3 separate regions of the Mus musculus genome follow, and regions 2 and 3 are each linked to region 1. The links are chromatin contacts, called in public promoter capture Hi-C maps. All regions are on one chromosome and are shown on one strand. The core of a region is the stretch at or near the end of the contact, and the rest is flanking DNA. Distances in the headings are between cores, read along the strand shown. Region 1 holds the start of Bcas3 (breast carcinoma amplified sequence 3). Region 2 holds the start of Prr11 (proline rich 11). Region 3 holds the start of Rps6kb1 (ribosomal protein S6 kinase, polypeptide 1).

Evidence for each region. Capture Hi-C pulls out chosen DNA fragments and counts their contacts.
Region 2: a contact with region 1 is called in a promoter capture Hi-C map of adipose tissue, with 2.8 times the contacts expected there. The contact joins the promoter of Prr11 here to the promoter of Bcas3 in region 1. A contact is called at or near these places in 2 of 39 promoter capture datasets (embryonic stem cells and liver), 1 of 115 datasets of contacts at active chromatin or transcription factors (embryonic forebrain) and 1 of 9 other capture datasets (adipose tissue).
Region 3: a promoter capture Hi-C map of liver shows a contact between it and region 1, with 2.7 times the contacts expected there. The contact joins the promoter of Rps6kb1 here to the promoter of Bcas3 in region 1. A contact is called at or near these places in 1 of 115 datasets of contacts at active chromatin or transcription factors (astrocytes) and 2 of 9 other capture datasets (adipose tissue and liver).

What each region holds. Positions count from the first base shown.
Region 1 is chr11:85,351,026-85,355,748 of GRCm38.p6, forward strand. Bcas3 (breast carcinoma amplified sequence 3) reads left to right here and starts at 2,139. Exons shown (of 24, transcript NM_001166643.1): 1 at 2,139-2,208; 2 at 3,863-3,950. The coding sequence starts at 3,868.
Region 2 is chr11:87,105,831-87,110,553 of GRCm38.p6, forward strand. Prr11 (proline rich 11) reads right to left here and starts at 2,884. Exons shown (of 10, transcript NM_175563.5): 1 at 2,811-2,884; 2 at 179-311. The coding sequence starts at 306. It overlaps Ska2 (spindle and kinetochore associated complex subunit 2), which reads left to right and starts at 3,431. Exons shown (of 4, transcript NM_025377.3): 1 at 3,431-3,474. The coding sequence starts at 3,442.
Region 3 is chr11:86,542,080-86,546,802 of GRCm38.p6, forward strand. It overlaps Rps6kb1 (ribosomal protein S6 kinase, polypeptide 1), which reads right to left and starts at 2,728. Exons shown (of 15, transcript NM_001114334.2): 1 at 2,487-2,728. The coding sequence starts at 2,627. It overlaps Tubd1 (tubulin, delta 1), which reads left to right and starts at 2,912. Exons shown (of 9, transcript NM_019756.3): 1 at 2,912-3,151.

The sequences.
Region 1 (4,723 bases), core at 889-3,388:
CCACAAAGGGTTAAAACTAGAAGACAGCTGTATCAGTTCATCACATGGCTACAGCATCTGCCCATTTTCTGCCTATCTCAGGAAACCCTAGAGCCTCATCCAGAGACAACTTGCCTAGTCTGAGAGAATCAGAAGAGGAAAAAAAAAATCCTTTCCTGTTGCTACTGCGGTCCACTAAGACATTTAAGTCAGGAATGTTCGTAGCCACTGGACTGTATGTCTACCTTGGATCCATGTCCACACTGCAAGTTGGAGATGGATAGAAGTAATGTTCTTATTCATAAACATTCCCACTCATTCCCTCTTCTTTTGATTCTAAGCTATGAAGAGCTCAATAAGGAAAAACGTCCCTTATCATTTGGGTGAATGATATGGTCATTTTTGGGGAGGTAACCTCAGTTGAAAAAAAAATGCTTCCACAAGATAAGATCTGGCTCTTAGGCGGGCCTGTAGGGCATTTTAATTAGTGATTGAGGCCATGGTGGATAGTGCTGTATCTGGAGTGGTGGTCCTGGAGTCTATAAAAAATCAGGCAGGGCAAGCCATGAGTAGTAAGCCAGTAAGCAGTACTTTTTCTAGGCCTTTTTACAGCTCCTGTCTCAAGGTTTCTGCCTGGTTTAAATTTCTGTCTTGGCTTCCCTCAGTGGACTTAGGATCTGTATGTCAAATAAAGCCTTTCTTCAACAAGTTTTTTGTTTGTTTATTTTTTCGAGACAGGGTTTCTCTGTGTAGCTCTGGCTGTCCTGGAACTCACTCTGTAGACCAGGCTGGCCTCGAACTCAGAAATCTGCCTTCCTCTGCCTCCCAAGTGCTCGGAGTTCGGAGTGCCCCACCATTGCCCAGCCAGCGAGTTTCTTTTGGTCTTGGTGTTTCGTCACAGCAATAGAAACCCTAACTAAGACATATGGCCATGGAAATGAGTTTTTTTGGCCTTGACCACGACCTCCAGCTAACTCTTGACACTGATGACATGCCTAAAAAGTCTACTTTAACCTGTATGATAGGCAAAGGTACTTTTACGAATTCCTTGTTGGTCATACCTAGCCGCCTAGTCCACATCTAGGCAGGAGCATCATGTCCAAATTCCAGGCCCGTTTATTATTTTTAAAAGAATTATATCTTATTAAAAAAGATTTTTTGGAAGGGACAGTGTTTTCAAACTTGGTGGCACTGGACTGGCTTAGAACTTGTTATGTACACCAGTGCTGGGAATATAGGGAATATAGTGCATGTGTTACTGGAATCCCATAAAAAGAGATTTTGGTACAGGTTACTAGGTGCTCAGGGGAAAGATATATGGGAAAGCTAGGAGTGTGATTGTGGGTTTCTTTAAGCAAGAGCTCCCGGCCTACGACTACTTGAGACTCCATGAACCCTTAAGACGTATCCAATGCCATCTTGCAAAGCCCCAGGTAGTCTTCTTAGACTCTCTATGGATCCCTATATTGTGCAACAAGTTCCCCCTTCCAAAGTCTGGGGCCTCTCCATTTCCAGATGTTCACGAACATCCATTCCTATGACAGTAACCATTAAGGACTCCAACAAAATTTCTTACAGGCCCCCTTATTCAGAGCAAGACGTACTCAGCAGGGGACTGAACACGGACTGCCAGCCTAGACTCCCGGAAGGTAAACACAGCGCCGCGGGCGGGGTGGAGGGCGGGCTCGGGCAGCCTGAGTGGTCAGGTAAAAGTGATTGGCAGCTGCCACGTCCACGTGCTTTTAGCTTCAAATCAGCTGTCGCGAGAATTCGATGTAAACACACCAGTATACCTGGCTTCGGGCTCCTCGCTGGAGACTTCTGGCTGAGGTCCGCAGGTATTTGGTGCATGTAGCGTTTCCTTAAAACAGAAAATCCACCAAGGTGCCTCTTCCAGGCCCGCAGACACGCCTGCCTTTTCTCCCCTGCCGCCTGCATTCACAACCGAACCTGACCCACCCGCTTCACCCGAACTTCCATACTGTTGTGTTTTCCCTCCAGCCCCAGCGGATTGGATGGATTCTGAAGGCGGGTCCGCCTCTTTCCTACTCGCTGGTTGGCGAAGCTGACCTCCAAGGGCGGTGCCGCGCCGGGGCCAGTTTGCTCCTGGGATTGGCTGATGCGGTGGTTCCGCCGAGGCGTGGTAGGAAGTGCTAGCCGTCAATCACGAGGGAGACTCCAAACAGTGAGCCTGAAGCTGGAGAACAGCGTTTACCGGCGGAGCGGCCGGTGAGAGGGCTGGCGGGTCTTTGGCTTAGGGGAGGTTTGGAGAGGGAAAGGGACAGGCAGCATGAGGAAACAGGGCTTGACCAGCCCCAGTTGACGGGGAAAGGTGCTGAAACTGGAGGAGAGCTGGGCAAGAGGCCAGAGGGCGGCCGGGGGCAGTGGTGGTAGGGCTTTGGAGGTGAAGTGTGGAGTGTTGTTCCCGTGACTTTGGGGAGAGTGGGGCCCGAGGGGCTTTCGAGGAGCTGTTCTCAAGTGACAAGGCCTTTAAAGGACAGAGGTGGGGAGACTGGTTCGGGTAATAGAGGGTGGAATGAAGATGAGAGTACTGAGGGGTCTGGTGAAAGGTACTGCCTAAGAAAGGGGTAGCTGGACTAGTTGGGACAATGGGTTGTTTGGGTTGTATAGGAATGTGGGGATCAACAGTTTGGGGTTTTTCAAATGAGGTGGTACAGTGAACCCTTCTTAAAAGTGATGCTTTTAGGCTGTGGGCTTTCCTGAGCCTTGTAAGACATCTTTAGTTCTGTTGCCAGTCCCCCTTTAACCATAATGAAGCAGACTCTGTACTCTCCAAACCACCTCTATGATTCAGAAACTCATTAGATAGTCAAGGTCTGGGACTTACTTAGACTGTGGGAAAATCCAGAGGCTCCTTATATTATACGAGTTTATATTCCAAATTTGTTTACACGCTGGTGATTACGTTACAATAGCTGGAGGTTAAAATATTATTTAAATGTGGCTACACAGTTTTATCTGTCCTCAACAGATTTATCTGAAGGCAGAGTGGTATCCTGTTACGTGTATTTGTTCTGAGGCTCACATGGGCCATCTGGTCTTTATATGGCTGTGCCCTTAAGGTTGACTTTGAACTCCTGATCCTCCTGCCTCTGCCTCTCAGGCATGCATATGCATCACCACCTGTGACCAGCTTTTTAAATTATTATTATTATTATTATTATTATTATATTTTTAAAAATAAAATACTAAGAATCTCAGGCTTACATTGCCCTTGAACTCAAGGCAATTTCCTTGCCTCAGCCTCCTGGGAACTGGAACTGCTGGTATGTTATGTCCCACTGAGCTTTATATTTGCATTTCTTTATTTTTCTTTTTTTAAAGATTTATTTATTTTTATATATGTAAGTACACTGTCGCTGTCTTCAGATATACCAGAAGAGCGCTTCATAACCCATTACAGATGGTTGTGAGCCACCATGTGGTTGCTGGGAATTGAACTCAGGACCTGTGGAAGAGCAGTCAGTGCTCTTAACCCCTGAACCATCTCTTCAGCCCTATATTTGTTTTTCTAAGTGATCCTGTGTTATATAGTTCCCATTTAGTTCTCTGTCTCTTTTCCTCCTAGTTATAAATTATAGGAAGATTCTGCCAAAGACTGAACTGTCTTGACTTTCAGATACTGCATAGTTCAAGGTCAGCCTCAATTCCTGGGTAAGACCCTATCTTAAAAAAAGAAAAGTAACTTCCTGGGTGTGGTGGGTACACACCTATAATCCTATCAGTTGGGCTGGCAGGTCTCTGAGAGATCTAGGCCACAAGTTTCTGGGAAAATTCATGGTTTGTCACAGTTTGGCAAAGGGATATTTAATGAATAATCGTACACCTCTCCTTCTGACACTTTTCTTTTCTCTGGAAACAGGTCTCATGAATGAAACAATGGCTACAGATTCTCCTCGGAGACCCAGTCGTTGTACTGGCGGAGTCGTGGTCCGCCCTCAGGCCGTCACGTAAGCTGAAGAAAGCAGTATTCTAGAAAACAGTTCCCACTCAGAATATCTGTTTGAGCTGGGTGGTAGTAGCACATGTCTTTAGTCCCAGCACTTCGGAGCCAGAAGCAGATCTCTGAGTTTGAGGCCTGCTTGGTCTACAAAACAAGTTCTAGGCCCGCTGGGACTACATAAAGAAACCCTGTCTGAAAACAAGCAGACTCTCCTCCAAAACTCCCAGAGTGTCCATTCGGATAGTGGTTGCTTCTGTAAACACTTTGCACTTTTTGTGTATTTGGAAGGCTATAGTAGTAGTAACAAGGCTTCACAAGAAGGGAACACTCTCAGTGGGGCTGAGCTTGCCGTAAGCCTGAGGGGCTGAGTTTGATCCCTGGGTCCCACAGGTTAGGAGGAGGGGACCAATTCCAAGTTCATGGCCCATACCCCCCCCCCCATGCACCACTAAATAAGTAGATAAATAAATAAAAAATAGTATAATTTAAAAAACTTAAAAGAAGGTTTACATTTTGAGTTCATCTTTAAAGGCTAGAATTTGGATACTTGGACTCAGCAAAGACAATAGAATAATATAAGAAACAGGCAAACTGCTTTTTCTTTGGGATTTTGAGACAAGTTCCTATTTGTTTTAACAATTGTTATATAGCAGAACAGATCCTGCCTCCATCATTCAAAGCTGAGATTCCAAATATGTGCTGCCAATCCCCACTCCCAGGTTCACTCCCAGGTTTTTTTTTTTTTTTTTTTTTTTTTTTGAGACAGGTTCTTTCTATGTA
Region 2 (4,723 bases), core at 1,634-4,133, 1.8 Mb after region 1:
GAATTTCTGAGTTCGAGGCCATCCTGGTCTACAGAGTGAGCCCCCCCCCCCCCCGCACCCCCAGCCAAAAAAAAGATTTATGTGGAGGACAAAATTCAAATTGGACTGCATGTTGTATATTATCCCTGGCTGACAGGGGTGAGATCGACTCATTCCTGTCTTCCCCATCACACTTTACCTTTCCGGTTCGGGGAGGGGAGGGGAAGGTGTCAATAACTTAGGAGAGACCACAGCGGCTTCTTTCTTCTTAGACATTCGTTTGGCTTTGGCTTTTAGCTTTCTTCTTCGCTGTTTGTACTTGGGCATGATTTCTGTAGAGAAAAATTTGAAGTTGAAAAAAACTGTATTTTATGTAGATGGGTGCCTTGCCTGCTTGTGTGTCTGTCTTCACACCATTTGCAGGCCTGAGCAGGCCAGAAGAGGGCTTCGTATCCACTGAAACTGGAGCTACAGATGATTGCGAGCTGCCATGTGGGTGCTGGGAATTGAACTCAAGTCCACTAGAAGCGCAGCCAGTGCTCCTAACTACAGAGCCATTTCCTTAGTTCCTGAAATGAATGTTCTCTTAGATAATAATGTATAATATAGAAAATGTTTAAAATTTCAGTATATAGTTCAATGATTTATGATATAGAAATTTTATACATCCCTGAATATGTTATATATCTTGGTTGTTTTATGCTTATTTCAAGGATTTTCCTTTTTCTCCAACCTTGATTAAGATTTAAATTGTAGTTCTGGGCATGGTAGTAGAGACCTGCAGTCCCAGCATTGGGGACTGGGATTTGAAGCAGAAGGACTGCTGTGGATTGAAGAACATCTTAAGATACATAAGTGATCCTGTATCTAAGACATCTAAAATCCGAGGTACACCCGTACTCACTACTCGGAAGGTGGAGACAGGTAGATCAAGACTTATGGATAGACTTATTCAAGCCCAGCCTAGGTACACGAGACCCTGTCTCATAAAACAAGATAAAACCAAAAGCCAGAGAGAAAGTAACCAGGATTCTAGAAACCACTTCAAATGGAAGAAGTTGTAAACTCAGATTACAATGTCTCTGCAGAATCTTTCCCTTTGGCTTTACATTAGCCCCTCACCTTGCTTTTGTGGTTTTATTCATGAAGTCAAATTAATTTCTCTTTATTCCCTGCAAGTCCCTCTTCCCGGCTGGAGACCAAACCCAGGCAAGTGGTCTATTACTGAGTGACTACAGTACTTAGCCCTTTGCTTTTCTTACAATAGAGAAAATGGCTGTAGTGGATTATATTATATTAAAAGATAGGTTTGTGATTCAGCAACATATAATGAGCACCTACTATGATAGGCAGATGTCATAGTGGGAGGGACCATTTGTTAAATGCCCCCTCAAGTGGGGTACAACCTACTTTTCCTCAGCTAATGTTCAATGTCCTCAAAGGTTTCAATCCCTGACAAGGAAGATTTTAGTCCTAGTGTTATACAAAATTAAGCTGAGGCTTAGACTAGCTATCTGCCTAATATAATACAATGAAGTATAATGAAGACCTATAAGTCTCCAGAGACCATGACTTTTTCTAATAGACTATGGGGCTATAGTAACTTTAACAGGCTTTATACAATTACCCAAAATGAAAGGTTTGTTTTAAGACAGGTACTTTGAAGCCAGGCAGTGATGGTACACGCCTTTAATCCCAGCACTTGGGAGGCAGAGGGAGGCGGATTTCTGAGTTCATGGGCAGCCTGGTCTACAGAGGGAGTTCCAGGACAATTGGGGCTATACAGAGAAACCCTGTCTCGAAAAACCAAAACCAACCAGCCAACCAACCAACCAAACAAACAAAAAAGACAGGTATTTTGAAACACTTAATAGTACTTAAAATATTTCTGTTTTATATTTAAATATACATCCTTATCTGAAAAAATAAAATTTAAAAAAGTCTGGGTTAGTTGTTGATACACAAGCTCCTGTCTCAGAACAATATAATTAGTCTTCTTCATGAGTTGACACTGCTGGTTCTTTAAGAACTCCATCAGTTATATGGAAAGGTCTTTGGCCAGGGGCACTTCTAAAACTGTAGCAGCAGCATAAGTGACAGATTTACTTCATCATCACTATTCTAAAACACATGTTTTACATCCCCCTCTAGTCAATTTAATTTCCATCATCAGTTTAGTTGGTTTGCCTTGAATGCTGAAGCATGATCTCTGCCATTGTCCTATAGTCAATTTTGTTTTAAGTCGTGAAGCATTGCTATCCCCAACCCCACCCGGTTCTTCCCTGTGTCTTTCTCAGAGTGACCACAGGTCCTTAGTCTTACCCAGCACACTACTAGACACACAGTAAAAGGGGTATACTTTTAAAGTAGATGTCAGAAGTCATTTTGCATCATGGAACACTGTAAAATTACCTGACATAAAATACTTCTCCATAAACGTAAATGCGCTGAAGAATGGCTGGGGAGAGCATCTGGTTAAATAAACATTGTGATAGGAAATTTGGGTAGATTCCTATAATTTGCATTTTTCGCTAGCGCCCAGAGAAGCCAATTACCGCCAGTCGGTGGGCCCCCTTTGAGAAGCAAAAAGTTACGACAAAGACTGAGCAAAAAGGCAATCACTTCAAACTATATATTGCAGTGTTAAATAAAAAATGTGTCTCAGATGTTGCCAGCGGAGCTCTTCTCCTGCCCGAAACCTTTCCTTTTCTGCTCCATCTCCCTTCCCTGTCCAGCTCAAGACCCCACCTCCATAAGAACCCAGTCATCAACAGTTCGAGTAACGGAAGACGGGACCAGGTAACAAAGAGAAAAAACGTCGTTGCACTTACTAGTCTAAGAGCCTGGGGATTAGACGAAGTTCGGGCCTAAGCCTCTTCCACACCATAAAGAAAATTTCAAAATTAAATCTTTGCCGACGAGCGACCAATCGTAGACGTGGTCTCTACAGGGTTCGTTGTCTTGAAAGGATCAAAGCACAGCTTGGACTACGATTGGCCAAAAGAGCATCACATCCTGGCCAATCGGAACTGAGGCGCTTCTTGTATGAATAAGGAAAGGCGGGCGAGAAGGGGCGGGGAAGCCGGAGAGAAAAGGAGGTGTGTCACGTCGCCTAGGCCCGCAGTGGAAGCTTTTATGTCATTGGCTGCTGCTGCTTCCGAGTACACCAATCGCAAACTCTTTTCCAAGTATGAACTTGAAAGTAGGGACCATAAGGCAGCCAATGGAAAAATTCATATATTCAGCAGCCAATCCCCCTGCGGCGTTTTGTGTCTTTGTCCAACAGGAAAGTGCGTTTTATAACGAGGGGCGTTACCCAGGCGCCAATGGGCGGGCGCCGATGGAACGTACTAGCCAATGAGCGCAAGACGTTGAGTGACAGCTGTCCAATGGAGGGCCTCAGTGCTAGCACGGCTTACAGCTTAAGCGCCTCAGCGGTCTGAGGAATGTCAACTATTCAATATGGAGGCGGAGGTCGATAAGCTGGAACTGATGGTGAGTGGAGAGTGAAGGAAACCTACTGGGTAATTAATGTGCTCCACCGATGGCCTAGAAGGTGAAGCGCATTTTAGAGTCTCCTGAAACTGGGTTGTGGAAGCTGGAACCTGAATTGAGTTCCTTCTTTCTGCACCTACGGGAGCTACCGCCGCCTTGGTCTCTTAACCGCCGCGGGGGAAGGGGTTACATCCGGGGAACTCGTGAGGGAAATGGCGGGAGATGTTGAGGGTGTGGGGCCTTTGTAATTCCCTGGTCCTGGTTTTCTCCTTCATCGGCTCCAGGAGCCGCGCCCGGCACAGATACCGCCTCACGAATTTCTACCTTCCTTGCCCAAGCGTGACTGGAACGGTCTTTAATAGCTCGGAGGAGGAGAGAGGTCGTTTACGTCTCCCGAAAAGGGGGATGGAGGATGAGGTGGGGCAGAAGTCTAGGGGCGCGGAGAAATTCAAGTCCACCATGCACCTACTCGCAGGCGAGCTGGGACAGTCTGAAAGAAGATGCTAGACTTGCACGAGAAACTTGCCCGCGGTTCCGCAGACTGGGCTCTTTGCGGCTTGGGAGAGGAGCCGCCGCGGGGACCGAGCCTGGAGCTCCTTCCCGGGGCGCGAGCGGCGTTGCCCCAGGCCCGGCTTTCTGCTTCCTAGATGCTCAATTCCTTTCCTCTGTGCAAGGAGAACCCTGGACGAAGGCCCTCAGCGGCTGCGGGCAAGGCTGGAGTGCACTGAGCGTCCAGCCGAGTGGCCTTGTCATTCTCCATCAGTGTTCTCTTTATTCCCGCCCTCCCATCCTTCCACTGCCCGCTAGATCGCCGCGCCTTTTTTCTTAGTTTTCTTGTTCTGTCTTCAGACTTCTTTTTGCATGATCACTTTTCTTCCAGATTGATCATCGGACCACCAGCCCCCTTTTAAAAAAATACCAAGATTAATATTAAAAAGTAAAACACTCCATCTGCAGTCTGCCCTTTTTCCCTCTGCGTAGGTATCCGTTGTGTCTGAGCCACTCTCTCCAAGGAAAATCTTGAGTTTGTAACTTCTGCTTTGGAATAGACTTTGGGGTGATCCTGGAAGATAGCGAGTACCACCCCGACTTCCCCATTCCCACACCAGAAGGTGTGAGGCCTCAGTTTCTTTTCTCTTGGGTTAATTAATTCAGGTGTTTCAAACACATTTTATTAGAAAGATTTCCAGTCTTGTTTAACATTGTATTTTAAAACTTTCTTTGTGGAGGGAGTGTGGGGATGGGGGCG
Region 3 (4,723 bases), core at 1,478-3,977, 1.2 Mb after region 1:
GAGAACCACACGGTGAAGGCTAGGATGATCAACACAGTGTAGGCCATCTCAATCAAATCTGTCCAGCTCAAGTCTTCAGGCTCAGAGCTTCCAATAGCCAAGTTTCTTTTGCCCACTGGGCTATCTCTGGTTGAAGACATTTAAATCTATACAATATAATCTGATGAACTCAGTCAGAGGAAACAGGTCTCTCTCTGGCTTAAGCCTCAGTTCCCTTACTTAGAAAGAACTGAGGCAATTCTGGCATGTACCAACGGATTACATAACAAACTAGAAGTTGTACATTCACCATAGGAGACATAAGATTTTCTAAGACTTCAGATTTTTACAACTTTTTTCCCCAGAGTAATCTAGACTCTCTTTAGGTAGCTGACCCAGCGCCATCTCAAGTCTTCCTTTATCCACCTTGAGACATTAGGACATCTCTTAGTAATATACTCAAGGTCTGGCAGTACACACCACTATATTCTTGGCACTCAAAAACCTGATGCAGAGGAATTTGCAAATGCAAAATCACATTTGAATTTGAAGCCACCGCCACCCGGCTACACAGTGACACAAGGTTTTGGGGGTTTTGTTTTTTGTTTTTTAAAAGGACACACTGAAGAGAAACATTTCAACTCTAAAAGTATCTTCTTCAAAATCCTCTTGGATTACTTCTGCTCTTCCTCCTAAATTCCTGCCCCTATGGTTGTGGTCACATTTCATCCTCTGATCCACTTTTCCTGTCCCCCTCCTCAACATCCTTTCAGAATCCTTCCTGCAAAACAAAAGCCCAAGAGTAGGCCAACACTCAAGCACCTACTGTTCCTGAAGCACACTGAGAGAGAGAAAAAGAAATAAGGCTCCATCCAGTTCATACCAAGAACTGTAATGCACTACTGTACTCTCCAAGGATGATAAACCCAGACTGAAAATTCCACCAGCAACTAATCACAGTACTCACAGAAGTGCTCCTTACCAGTTTTCTCTCTGGCTCTACTCCAAAACCACTGCCATATGGAACCAATATAACTGAACAGTGGATCACATTTATAATTAAAGTAATCCTGTGTGTGCTTCAAATTTAGAACTCACCACATCTGATTAAAAGGCTAAGTGGAATTCCACATGAAAACATGAAATTAAAAAGTGCGTGTAATACCCACATTTAGAACTCTGAAATTCTAACTGAGACTCACTTGATTATGAAAAGAATAATCTATGTGGGCCCACTTAATTTCCTAAAGTGTTCAAAGTCCTTTATACATAGCATTTCAATAGTTTGCCAGAAGGGCACAATTTATTCACTAAAGGAAAACTGGGGGTGAGAAGGAGACCCCATGTAAATACAGCAACTATCTAACATCAGCCATAAACCCATATTCTTCTACAGATGACTTAAAGACATTTAAAGTCACTAGGAGGTTATTACTGATGACATTTGTCCAAGATTGGTTATTTAGTTTGATGTATTTTTTTAACCCTTGGTGTAAAATATGTACGTTTCAGTAAGTATTACTGTAGAAAAAATGGTATACATAAATAACAAACTACTAGGACAGCAAAGGTAAAGCCAAGATGTGCACTAGAAAAGCGACTCTAAATTTAAACTTCAGCAAGGAAAACCCTCACACCACTATTCACAAGTCTCGGTTCAAGCAATTTATTTTTGGCGAGACAAATCACAGCTGTCAACGCTTTTTTTCCCACCCTACAATTACATAAATTATTCTGAAAAAAAAATATAGACATCTTCAACTTGAAGGGAATTAACTTACAAATGCCGTGTGTCGTTATGAATGGGGGTTTTTTTTTCCTTTAAAAAGTCACACGGAAGGGGGGTTAAAAATAAAAGGCAAACAAACAAACCCTGGAAGATGCAGCAGAGCCCCCTTGCTCCCGAAATAAAACTCCTGGTGGCTGTCACAGCAGTGCTACTCCCGACAGAAGTTTTCAGCTGTCACTTCTAACAGCTGAGCGCTTCCTAGGAGAGAAGCGACAGGCCGAGAAGAGAGGTGGTTGTGGGGAGTCTGAAGATTTAAGGCTTGCAATCTTACACTCCACAGGGAAACCCTTCCGCATCTCACCTGCACTAAGGGGGACACCCCAACAAGATCGGCCCTCCCCACCCCCAGCACACGCTCACACCACCCGGGCCGCACTCAAGCCCCACAGCTCCAGAAGCCGACCGCGCGCCTTTTCTCCTCGGCGCTCCAGAAACACATTGCTCCGGGGCAGCGCTCAGCTAGGGATCAGGGCGAGCCCTGCACCTGCGCGCCCCGCAGAGGCCTCACACCTAGGGCCAGGTCCGTCCGCCCGCCCGCCCGCTCCCCGACTCGGCCGCGCGGCGCCTCAGCTCCTCCCGGAGACCGCTCGCGTCCCCCCCGGGTCTCCACGCCCTCGGGCACACCAGGCTTCCCGGGCCCACGCCGCCACCCCGGCCCTGTCACCTCGCCGCTGCCCCCCCACCCCGCCGCCCATACCCCGGGGACCCCGGGCCTCACCCCCTCCTCCAGCTCATCCTCAGAGCCTGCATCTTCTGGCTGGTCCAGGTCTATGTCAAACACTCCTGCCATGTCCTCAGCTTCCCTGTGTCGGAAGTCAGGCGCTAGGTAAAAGCCGTCCCGCCTCCGTCGTCGCCTCATGGGCCCGGACCCGCCGCAGACTCCACGGCTGCTGCCGCCATCACCGGCTGCTTAAGCTCAATGCGTCTGCGCCTAGGCCCCAGACTGGCTCCTCAAGTTCAGCTCCGGCGCATGCGTACAAAGTCTTCTGAAGCCATACAGTGGGCAGCGGACATGCGTAGCATTAGCTCCCGGGGCCAGGTACTGGCAGGAGCATGCGCAGAACACCGTCCGAAGCCAAGCCGGGAAAGTACAGCTTGCGCGTTTCTGTCTAAGGCGTTTGCCGGACACGGAGCATGCGTACCATATCTGAAGTTGATAAATTGAAATTGAACATGCGTGATTAGCCTTCCTAAATAGAAGAAGGGAAACGAGGGTCGAAAAAAGACAAGCCCTCAGCAGAGCTCTTCGCATAAGGAGCGAGCGCATTTATTTGTTCTAAGTAGTTTTTTTTTTTAAAGTATTGAAAGTGAGCATGCGCGTAGTGAGAGGGTTGGTCTTCTGAAGTTTGAACCGAACTGAAACTGCCGGTCGCAGAGCTGTCAGTGAGTGTGGGGTTACCGGGGAGCTGATAGGGAAGAAAGGCAAAGAGAGACTCTTGTCTTTGCTATTTGCTAATTCAGTGGCTTGGAAAAGTTACATAACCCTTCGGTAACTCAATTTCCTTAACTGTAAAGTGAGAATAGAATTACCTACAATGCAGTCTTAGACGTTAAGTTGAAAATCTGGTTCACAAGCCTCTGCTCCTTTCCGGGGCTACATAGACTTGATGTGAAGCACTTATCAAAAATACTCTTTTTAAAATAGTCCCTGTTCTCCGAGAGGCTGAGGCAGAAGGATCATGTGTTTCAAGTCAGCCCAGACTAATTAGACAGTTTCAGGCGTAACTGGGCTACATAGAGAGATGTTGTCTAAAAACAAACAACGTCGTTTAAAAATAATAAAGATTTAGTTTCATATTTTATCTGGTCTTTCTCTAAGCTCCAACTTTGTTTTTCTTTCTTTTCTTTCCGAGACACGATCTCGCTATGTAGCTCTGGCTGTCCTGGAACGCACTGTGTAGGTGCAAACTCACAGAGATCGGTCTGCCTCAGCCTCCCAAGTGTTGTTGGGTTGAAAGGCTTGCACCACTATGCCTGGATCCAACTTTATGCTAGTTGGTTTGGTTTTTGGTTTTCAGAGACAGGATTTCTTTATGTGGCCCTGGCTGTCCTGGAACTCTCTGTGTCCTCAAACTCAGAGATCTGCCTACCTCTGTCTCTTGAGTACTGGAATTAAAGGTATAGCCACCATGACTGGGCTTATTGATCTTAACTGTGCTTTCCGGGCCAGAAGACGGTTGGTGAGAAAACAGAAAATTAATGTTATTGAATGTTCTATTGTTGAGCTAACTTCTGATGTCCATGTAGTGTGAAATGTATACAAAGAATTCCTTCAGGATCATATTTCCTTTAGATTATTTATGTGTGTGAGTATATATGCACATGTGTGTGAATGTGAGCACTTATGCAAATGCACAGGAGATGAGGGCATCCAGCTCTCTCTCTCTCTCTCCCTCTCTCTCTCTCTCTCTCTGAACTTGGGGCTGAGTTTTCTCAACCAAGTGGAAGCTATCCACAGTGGTCCTTCTGTCCGCACTGGACTTGCCTCTGTAACTACAGGCCTGCACAGGACTCCTGGCTTGCTATGTGGGTGCTGCTTCTAGGCTCCGGTCCCCGTGGCTACACAGCCCCCACAACCAACACTTTTGTTATGGTTTATTTGTTTTCTTTTAAAAGTGTACTTGGGACAACAGTGAATGTGAATCATATTTTGGAAACCATTGAATTGTATGTGAATGAATTTGGGCCAGTGAACCCTAAATCCCCCAAATTATAGAGTGAGGGAATTTCTTGAAATGACTAGATTCTTAGATGGGGACAGGAAATTTGAGGAAAAAGGTGTGTTATTCCAAAATTTCACTGAGGTCTCACCATCTGAGAATCGGGATTCTAGTTCAGAGGACTGGGGAAGATGGCTCAGGGACAAAGTACTCGCAATGCAAGCCTGAGGGTCTGAATATGAATCTCCAGAACCCATGTTAAACCAGATGTGTTAGCACATCCCAACACTCCTAT